Linked DNA regions of Pan troglodytes: region 1 is linked to region 2. A link is a contact called in public HiChIP or PLAC-seq data. All regions are on one chromosome and are shown on one strand. Each heading gives the region's core, a stretch centred on a gene start, on an enhancer-like site or on the middle of the called end of the contact. The rest is flanking DNA. Distances are from core to core; before and after follow the strand shown.

Region 1 (4,952 bases), core at 814-3,313, 70 kb after region 2:
GCACAGCATACATGTTCTGAGAGGAATGACATAGATGGAAGCAAGACATGTTACATCCTTGTCACTTGGAAACAATTTTAGAATTTCTGCCTGTTTGGCCACGGCTGCATTCCTTTACATCACCCAGCTGAGAAGTCTGGGTCTTCAGCCTGCGCGAATGACAGTGCGTGGCAGAGCTAAAACTAGGCTAAAACATGAGTGCTGCTGTTACTCTACATGCCACAGCACACTCACATCACCCCGAATCGGACTTAAGAAATTACACGTTAAGAGGAGACAGAGCAGGGGCCAGAAAAAAAAGATGAAAACGGCCCGGGCCAGGCTCGCTGGGGACAGCCGGGACCCGCGGCGGCCTCGGACCGGCACCCTCACCGCGGGCGGAAACCCGTCTCTGAGCACTCAGGGAATCTGGACAAACCTGTCTCGAGGTGATGCAAGGCGGGGGCCCTGGCCTGGCCTCGCAGCTAGCTCGATGCTGGCCCGGGAGCCGCGGGCCCCTCCAGTGGGGGGGCTCTGGGGCCCGGCGACGCCCCCTTAACCAGAGCTCGGGGTCGGGACCCGGCCGGGGAGGGCGGGCACGGGCCGGGGCGAGCCAGCTGGGCCCCCCTCTCTCCCTCGGGCCGGGCCGGCCCAGCTCGAGCCGCAGTCCCCAGCAGCGGTCCCGGGCTGCGAGGCGGCCAGCGCAGCAGGTGCCTGCAAACGCGCACAGGTGCCCGGCCCCGCCTCCGTGTCCCACTGCGGCCGCCGTCGCCGAGTCGCGAGCGCCTAGAAAGATGGACAAATGCCGGGCCCGTGGAGGCTGGCGACCAGATTTACAGACACCTCAGCCCTCGCGTACCCACCAGCCTGCCGGGCAGTAAGCCTCACCCCAGTACCTTCAATGCAGAGCTCCTGGCTGCCAAGCGCCGCCACGGCCCGACAGCATCTCCGGCCGCAGCGCCAGCCCTGCCCCTGCTTGATCCCCGCCCCGCCCCACCCTGCCCTGCCCTGCCCTCGGCAGCGGGCTCCGCCCCCTGCTGCACGATCCTGGGGCCCGAGGCTTCCGCCTTGCCTCCCGGCGCCAACTGGCTCTCACACCTGCCCGTCAAAGACGTTCTTCCGGGGGCGTTGGGAAGACCACACTCGGTCCTGCAAATCAAATCACCCCGGTTTGGGTGGGACTGCACTTGACCCTCCCCTTACGTAACAGCGCCTGGGACGGCCTGTCAGTCATGGAAGTATCGGCCCCCCGGGGAGGGATGGGGCAGAGACAAACAAGCACCGGGTCACAATTGGCCAGGGCGTCTGCCAGTCACCACGGAGACCTTCCCGGAGGTTTATTCGCACAGGCCACAGCGCAACCGCCATGCGCAGGGGCTGGGGCATATGCTAGCGTCTGCGAGCCAAGCTTTTGGGGAGGGCCGGGCCGCGCGACTGCCCCGTGGCTCCCATCGCAGGGTCCTACTGCGTTGGGCGGCGCTGCGAGGCCCGAGGCCGCCACGTCGCGCCCACAGGGTACCAGGGGTCAGAAGGACACTTGGCGTGGCATCAAGAAACGCCCGTTCTGTCCATCAGTGCAGGAGCTGAAGGCTGGAGCTGAAGGGAGCTCAGCTCCAAGTCGGCCCTGGGCACTAGAGCAGCCAGAGGAGCTTTGTAAATCTGTGTGTGTCGGCCCCGACCTGCAGCATCCGAGTGGGGGCCGGGGGCTGGGGGGAGGGGGGAGGCTGAGGACCAGGAATCCACATCTGTCACAGTTCGCTGCTGATTCTGGCGCACACTGAAGTTGGAGAACCTCTCCCATAGCAACATAGTTCCTGGTCTTTTTTTTTTTTTTTTTTTTTTTAAATTCACACGCTCTCATTTGGACCTCCCGTCTGCTTTCCCATGGAGGTCTCTCTCTGGCCTAATTCTGTGACTGCTGCCAGCGGCTTTCCAGGCCTGTTCTTACCAACGGTGCCTCCCCGTGGTTAGTCCCTCCAATCTCGGCACTCCACTTCCACACTTGCGCGACAGCCCTCTCCCCGCAAGCCCCTGCCCCTTTTCTAGACACCAGAGGCACTGACCTGTCTGTGACACCGCCTCAGTGTCTTACACTCAGAAGCCACATTCTCTGGCCGGGTTGTTTGGTCCATTTTTGGTTGCCTCTGAGATTCTGGTAAGTGACTTATTAAAGGGCAGGAAGCCAAATTCTCTTGATGTTAATCCCAAGGGTTCGTTCTGAAACCCAGCTTCCTCCCCCAGCTGAAAACACTTCTGAGCCACTTCCTTTTGTCCCCTTAGGACACATTTAGGAATGTTATCATGCCTTTTAATACGAGTCTTAATACAGAAAGGCAGGCAAGCAGGAAATCCTTTTTTCAGGCCACAGGTGGTCTCCTTTGGCACCTCTGTGGCCCATTTCCTCCCAATCTTCTTTGAAGCTCATTATCCTCTGCAAAGCTTTTTTTCTGCTTTCCTCCTTTCCCCAACCTTCAGTTTTCACCGAGGACCCACATAGGTATTTCTCCAGCTCACATCTATCCACTGAGCTTCCAATGCATGTCATCAACTGCGTACTTGGCACCGGATGACTCAGACGCACACCAGCATCAGACTGCACATGGCAGGAAAGCCAACTCAAACCGGCTTACTTAGCAAGGGGATTTCTCTCCCATGGGAGGATTGTCTCCAGAGGTGGTGCCCTGGTCTTCAGGCTCTGCTTTCCTTGTAGTCCCTGGAATTGCACTTTCAGGCTGGTAGCAAGATGGCCGCGGCACGCCCAGGATCTCACAGAATTAAAAGTATCCCTTTCTTCCAGTGGTCCCTTTTGAAATACATGAATACCTTTCCCAGAAGCTCTGCAGAAGAAATGCCTGCAGGTTTCAATGGCCAGAAGTAAGTCTCTGGCCACAACGAAACCCAGTCAACGGCAAGTGGAAGGAGTCCGCCATGATCGACTTGGGCTGAGATATTCCCTAGATCTCTGCCTGGACTTTAGGCAGAGGAGAGCCATGATCAGATTTGTATTTTGAAAACATCACTTTGTGTGGAAAACAGATTGTAGGGGCACAAGGGTCACGGGGCAGTTGAGAAACCATGGCAGTAGTTCAGGCAACAGAGAATCGCATGAATTTGAAGGTAGAGATGGAGAATTGAATGAGTTCCAGAGATGTTTAAGACGGGATGATATAGTTTGGATATGGTTTGACCCTTCCAAACCTCATGTTGAAATGTGACCCCCAATGTTGAAAGTGGGGCCTGGTGGGAGTATTTGGGTCATGGAGGCTGATCCCTCATGAAAGGCTAGGTGCTGTCCTGGCAGGAGTGAGTTCTTGGCAGTAGTGAGTGAGTTCTATTAGTTCCCGAGAGAATTGATTGTTAAAAAAAAGCCTGTCACCTTCTCCTCCCCTGACCCCTGCTTTCTCTCTTGCCAAATGATTCCTGCTGGCCTCTCCCTCTGCCATGAATGGAAGCTTCCTGAGGTCCTCACCAGAAGATGCTGGTGCCATGCTTCTTATACTTAGTTGCCTCTGTCTTTCATTTGACATATATTTATTGCATACTTAATGACATCTAGGCTTTAAATGCTGGGGAGGCGTTGGAGAACAAAACAGACATTGTTCCTCCTCATGGAGCTACGGGAGATAGATGCTAATCAAGTCATCTCCCAAATCAATGGCTAATTGCCCCAAGGAAGTGGACAATGAGCCGAATAAACCTCTTTTTAAAAATAAATGACCCAGCCTCAGGTATTCCTTTATAGCAACACTGATGGATTCATACAGGTGGGGTGGACAGAGCTTGGCCATGGACTAGGTATGGGGGATGAAGAGGCAGATATGGCTGACACCTAGATTTTTAGCATGAGCTACAGGATGGATGGTGAGGCCATTCACTGAGGTGACAAACAGTGAACGACAAGCAGGTTTGGGACAGTGGGAAATGGGAAAATCTGGGTTCTGTTTTGGGTAGGTATGTTTGGGGTGTTTCTGTAAGCACTATTGCCTGTATACCTAATACCCACTTCTCCCTTTTTCATTGCTGACAGAACCTCCATTTTCTTGAGGAATTTAAGCCCTTCAGTGGTTCCCCATTGGGCAAAGACCAAACTCCTCACCATGGCTGTGTCCCAGCCCCAGGTGGCCGCAGACTCCAGCCACTCTGACATTCTTCCAGTTCCTTGGAAGGGAGATGCTCCCCTACCTGCCCTGCCACAAAAGGGGCCTTCGCAGTGAACGTTCCCTTTGCCCGGTTCATTCTCTTCAATCCCCTACACAGATCTCAGCTCTAACACTACTTCCTTGGGGGCAATTTGCTGTTGATTTGGGAGATTATTAGTGTCTGTCTCCCACACTGTAAGCTCCTGAGGAGGAACCATTTTTTTGCTTTCTATTGTCTCCCCGGCACCCAAAAGCTAGATGTTGTAGGCATGCAACAAATATTTGCCAAATGAAGGACAGAAGAAACAAAAGTACATTTGAAACACCTACCTGCACGCCCACAGGTCTGCACCAAGAAAGCAACTCATTATGAAAATCAGGATGATTTATTCAAAGGGAAATGAGGAGGTGGCCTCAAGGTACCATTTCTTTAAGACTAAAACATAAAGTGCTGAGAAAAATCTCAATGGACCCAAAACCTTACCTATAAAACATTTTAAATCGCCTCATATTACATTTCCTATTCTCAATTTTTGAAGCATATTTGATATATTTGCACCAAAAGGTTCTTTTTGCATCCAGACTTAATAGATATGTGATCTCTGAGTATTCAGGACTTCTGCTCATGTTCTAATCAGCAAAATATTCCCTGAATCATACATCTTTTGGACTCTGGAAAAGTAATTGTACAAAGCTGTTTAGATCACTGACTTAACTATTAAAGGCCTTCACAGAAAGAAGGAAAGGATAAAATGTTGAAGGTTGTTAAAATGCATATGTTTTACACACAGGCACACATATAAGCCGATGTTTTTAGCGCAATCCATTTGCCCC
Region 2 (5,153 bases), core at 748-3,247:
TCTCACTCTGTTGCCCAAGCTGTAGTGGCATGGTCACAGTTCACTGCAGACTCCCCAGGCTTAGGCGTTCCTCCCACCTCAGTCTCCCAAGTAGCTAGGACTACAGGCGTGTACCACCACTCTGGGTTAATTTTTCTATTTTTTGTAGAGACAGGGTTTCACCATGTCGCCCAGGCTGGTCTCGAACTCCTGTACTCAAGCAGTCCTCCCACCTTGGCCTCCCAAAGTGCTGGGTTTACAGGTGTGATCCACAACGCCCAGCCTATATACTTAAGATACTTCTAAACCATTTGTGTTCAACTTCTGTTCTTGCCCCATAGTCACCTTGAGACTCATCACTTAGCCAACTCCAAAAGCATTGCTGATTACTGTGAATTTTACTAAGGTTTTCTTAAGAGGGTTTCATTGTCTCAAAATTGTTCCTGAAATATCCTGTTACCTGTCTACCTGATTTTCTCCTATCTTCAGAGTTCCATTTCCTGTCCTCCCGCCTGTCATTATACCTTCCATAAGCCCCTACTTTTGTCCCAGCACTTTTCCCTCTGTCAGATTACATACCCCACCAAGCAAAACAAAAATAGCAAAACAGTAATGCCTTCTGAATCCTCAAATTGCTCAATCCTCAGATTGTTTCTCAATCTGGAAAATGTTTTATATCAAGCCCATTTATAAATCAAGGATTGGCAATTTTAAAAATTAAAATAAAGAAAGGAGAATTGGAAATAAAATGAATTGGCCGGGCACGGTGGCTCACGCCTGTAATCCCAGAACTTTGGGAGGCCGAGGTGGGTGGATCACTTGAGGTCAGGAGTTCGAGACCAGCCTGGCCAACATGGTGAAACCCTGCCTGTACTGAAAATACAAAAATTAGCTGGGTGCGGTGGCGCACACCTGTAATCCCAGATACTCAGGAGGCTGAGGCAGGAGAATCGCTTGAACCCAGGAGGCGGAGGTTGCAGTGAGCCGAGATCGTGCCACTACGCTCCAGCCTGGGCAACAGAGCCAGACTCTGTCTCAAAAAAAAAAAAAAAAAAAAAAGTTTAATTCACGCAGAGGCAGCTGAACGGCAGACAGGAGTTTGGTTATTCAAATCAGCCTACCAGAAAATTCGGAGACTGGGGTTTTTAAAGAATGACTTGGCGGGTAGGGGGCCAGGGATTGGCGAATGCTAATTTGTCAGGTGGGAGGTGAAATCATAGGGGGTTGAAGTGGGCTCTTGCTGTCTTCTGTTACTGAGTGGGATTGCAGAACTTGTTGAGCCAGATTATGGTCTGAGTGGCGCCAGCTCGTGCATCGGAATGCGCGGTCTGAAAAGTATCTCCAGCACCAATCTTAGGTTTTACAATAGTGATGTTATCCCTGAGAGCAATTGGGGAGGTCAGGAATCTTGTAGCCTCTGGCTGCAAGACTCCTAAATCATAATTTCTAATCTTGTGGCTAATTTGTTAGTTCTACAAAGGCAGACTGATCCCCAGGCAAGAATGGGGTTTGTTTTTGGAAAGGGCTGTTACAATCTTTGTTTCAAAGTGAAACTAGAAATTAAATTCCTCCTGTAGTTAGTTCGGTCTTCGCCCAGGAATGAACAAGGGCACCTCGGAAGTGAGAAGCGTGGAGTCATTTAGGTCAGATCCCTTGCACTGTCATAACTTTCTCACTGTTAGGATTTTTGCAAAGGCAGTTTCGTGAACGTACACAGACAGGCCCTTGCTATTATCCTTATTTTTTAGATAAGGATATCCAGGCGATGAGGAAGTTTTACTTCTGGGAACAGCCTGGATACGAAACCTTCACACGTCAGTGTCTTTTGGACATTTTCTCGTCAGTACAGCCCTGTTGAATGTTCTCACGATGGGGAGGTACGTGCTTAAAATGCGGGGAAGGTGCTTTTATTTCACCCCTGGTGAAACTAGGGGAGCTAATTTTTTTAAACATGATTTTTGGCCCCCTTGAACCGCCGGCCTGGACTACGTTTCCCAGCAGGCCGTGCTCAAGACTACGGGTGCCTGCAGGAGGTCAGCGTCATTTGCGGCGGCGCAGGCGCGGTGCGGGCGGCGGACGGGCGGGCGCTTCGCCGTTTGAATGGCTGCGGGCCCGGGCCCTCACCTCACCTGAGGTCCGGCTGCCCAGGGGTGCGCTATGCCGTCGGGAGGTGACCAGTCGCCACCGCCCCCGCCTCCCCCTCCGGCGGCGGCAGCCTCGGATGAGGAGGAGGAGGACGACGGCGAGGCGGAAGACGCCGCGCCGCCTGCCGAGTCGCCCACCCCTCAGATCCAGCAGCGGTTCGACGAGCTGTGCAGCCGCCTCAACATGGACGAGGCGGCGAGGGCCGAGGCCTGGGACAGCTACCGCAGCATGAGCGAAAGCTACACGCTGGAGGTGCGCTCGCGGGCGGAGGGGCGCTTCCGGCCTAGTTAGCGTGAACCGGTGCCTTCCGAGCCGCGTCGCGCGCCTCGAGAGACCCTCGGGCGGGTTGCGGGCTCCCAGCTCCGAGAGGGGTGGGGACTCCCTCTGCGCTCTTCCGAGGCTCTTAGCCGCTCCGAGGGCTAACCCGCTCTCGCCGCGCTTCCCTGCGGCTTCCGAATGGGGAACGCGTCTTGCCCTAAAGTAGCACAGCGAGGCTGAGATCGCGCTGGGGTCCCGTTGAGGAAAATGGGTGTGTGTGGCCCATCTGACCCCCCGCCCGCCTTGTTAGTAGAATGAACTAGTGTCGTTGTCAAGACCACACGGAAAAGGGGAGGGGACTTGCCCTTATTTGCACCGCGATTAACCGGGTTGTGGCACCTGGGTCTCCAGGCGTCTCCGTCTGTTCGCTTCCCTGTTAACCAAATTGCCTTTGCCCAGGCGTTGCGGGCGTTTGAGTCAACGCGCTGATGCGTTTTGGGCTGTGTTTACGTCTGTGTAAACAAATTAATACTCATTTCCCCCCAGGCCAGATGAAATGAGCCCTCCGCCGACCCGGATATAGACACATGCCCCCATTTGTCACTAGGATCAGGACTGTGGCTACCTCGAGGGCTTTTTGGTCACCCCGGGCATTGCACAGGACTCCTGTTGTTGTTGCGATCCGGGTGTGTTAGGTCGCAGCCTTCGGACAGGGCTTGCAGATGAGAAAAATGGCCATTCTAGCCAGTGAGTGTCAGCTTTGTATGCACCTCCCCTTCATGGACCAATGGGAAGTGACACGGAAGTACGGATTGTTTATCAGCTGTGTGTGTGGCATTTAAACCTGAGGCCATTTGATTTCTCAAGTCGTTTTATAATTAATTTGTAGAAAGAGTAGGGCAAATAGGTCCAGGATGCAAAGCCTAACCCAGGTATTATTTAAATATGATGTTTTTGGCTATGTGTACTGATGAGTGAGGTTATTTTTAATTTGTATTTGCATTAATAGAATTTTAATTCAATTACTAGTTCCCTCTTTGAATTGTTACGTCTGCAGAAGAAAGATAGTGTATGGTGGCTTTAGAACCCGACAGACCTGAAACCGCTGGAAAAGTTCAGTATGGTGATCTCTAAACTGGAGATATTTGTGTTTACCTCACAGAGCTGTTCTGAAGATTAAATAAGGCAATAATGTAGTTTCTGGCACATAAAGCACCCATATGGACAGTGCTTTCAAGTTTACTAAGCTCTTTGTATATTTACATGATCTGGCTGAGTAAGCTATGTTCCTATTCATCTCTCAGTGCCTTTCTGTAGTCTGGCAAAGAGAAGGACTGGTTGGCTTTTTTTGTTGTTTTTTGTTTTTTTTTTTGGTAAATGGCCTTAAAGGCTTCTAAACAAGCTCTTATTTTACCCTCAAGATAATCCTGTAAATCAGATAGAACAAGCATTATCACCATTTATTTGAGGTATTTCAACTCATAGCAGTTAAGTTGTATGAAGTCTAGTGATACATGAGCAAGTATCACGTAATAGCTGGTTAGTAAATTATTTTTGAAAACACATGTTTGATTACTCAGTTCTTTTGATTACTGAGACTTTAGTTTCAGCTGCTTAGCCCAGTTTATTCAGTAAATAATGTACTCAGTAAAATATTCATCAAATATTTCTTGAGCACCTATTACTTGCTACACATTGTTGTAGGTGCTGGATATAGAGCAGCAAACCTGCTCTTGTGGGGCTTACAGTGAGGTACGCTGTGACAATATGGGATGTCATTCTCATGGGAGTGCAAGGGAAAATAAAGCTCTTATGATATTTAATACAGAATACTGGTTTTGGAATTTTAACTTGATTTATTGTATTTTCTGTGCATTTTTAACCTGTAACTCATTCTTACAGTCCTCAGCCAAGAAAATGCAGCCTCTGAGACTGTTAAGTAATTTCCCCACTGTGTTATAGCTACTGTATGGCAGAGCCGGAATTTGAAACCAGATCTATTTGACCCTATAAGATATGACCATGAGATGTTAATTTTGAGGATAACTATTTTTTAGTATTATGGAATTTTTCAACATATATTTTTTAGGACCAAAGATAAACTAGGCACAGAGTCTACTCTTTGCATAAATTATTTAAAAGAGCTTCGCGCTCCATTTTGTCATCTAAGCACTGTAAAATTCTCACAAGACTAATTCTTTTTAGGAACGATATAGTTGTAAACTTTCTTTTTTTTTTCTTTTTTTTTTTCTCCCTCCACCATCCAAGTAGTTGTGAATTTTCTAGAGCCAAAATAGAACATTATAGATTATCTTTTAAACCCTTTATTGAAGCAGGGGATAATGCTGTGACTGACTTAACTTTATACTTTCTAAGAGATCTTGATATAGTAGAGAAATGCAGTAGTTATGCATCTAAATTTGCTTTTACATCATAAATCAAGAATATTATGAAACCATCTCCCAGAGACATATGTGATACACAGATCTTGGCTGTTTTTTTTTTTACAAAAGAACATCTATGCTATTGATACATATAAGTGGGTTTGTAAGACAGTCTATGTGTAAATGTGAAAAAAGGAAGAATTTCCAGTTCTTCTCATTTTCATTTAGACCAGTAATGAATACAGTGAAGCTAAAGGACATCTTCCATCCTTCCTCGCTTTTATAGGGAGAGGAAAGTTGTATCACTTCTTGAGTAAAAAGAATTGTGACGATCTTTTACAAACAATGCCTTAAAAATTATTATTTTTGAATGATATCTGGTAGTGG

What was found. HiChIP or PLAC-seq counts read pairs in DNA pulled down with a chosen protein or histone mark.
Region 1: a contact with region 2 is called in an H3K4me3 HiChIP or PLAC-seq map of stem cell-derived excitatory neurons, with 2.2 times the contacts expected there. The contact joins the promoter of AKTIP here to the promoter of RBL2 in region 2. A contact is called at or near these places in 1 of 7 Hi-C or Micro-C datasets (stem cell-derived neural progenitor cells) and 1 of 1 datasets of contacts at active chromatin or transcription factors (stem cell-derived excitatory neurons).

Annotation. Positions count from the first base shown.
Region 1 is chr18:51,459,359-51,464,310 of NHGRI_mPanTro3-v2.0_pri, forward strand. AKTIP (AKT interacting protein) reads right to left here and starts at 2,064. Exons shown (of 10, transcript XM_009430800.5): 1 at 2,043-2,064.
Region 2 is chr18:51,389,445-51,394,597 of NHGRI_mPanTro3-v2.0_pri, forward strand. It overlaps RBL2 (RB transcriptional corepressor like 2), which reads left to right and starts at 1,998. Exons shown (of 23, transcript XM_016929834.4): 1 at 1,998-2,376. The coding sequence starts at 2,137.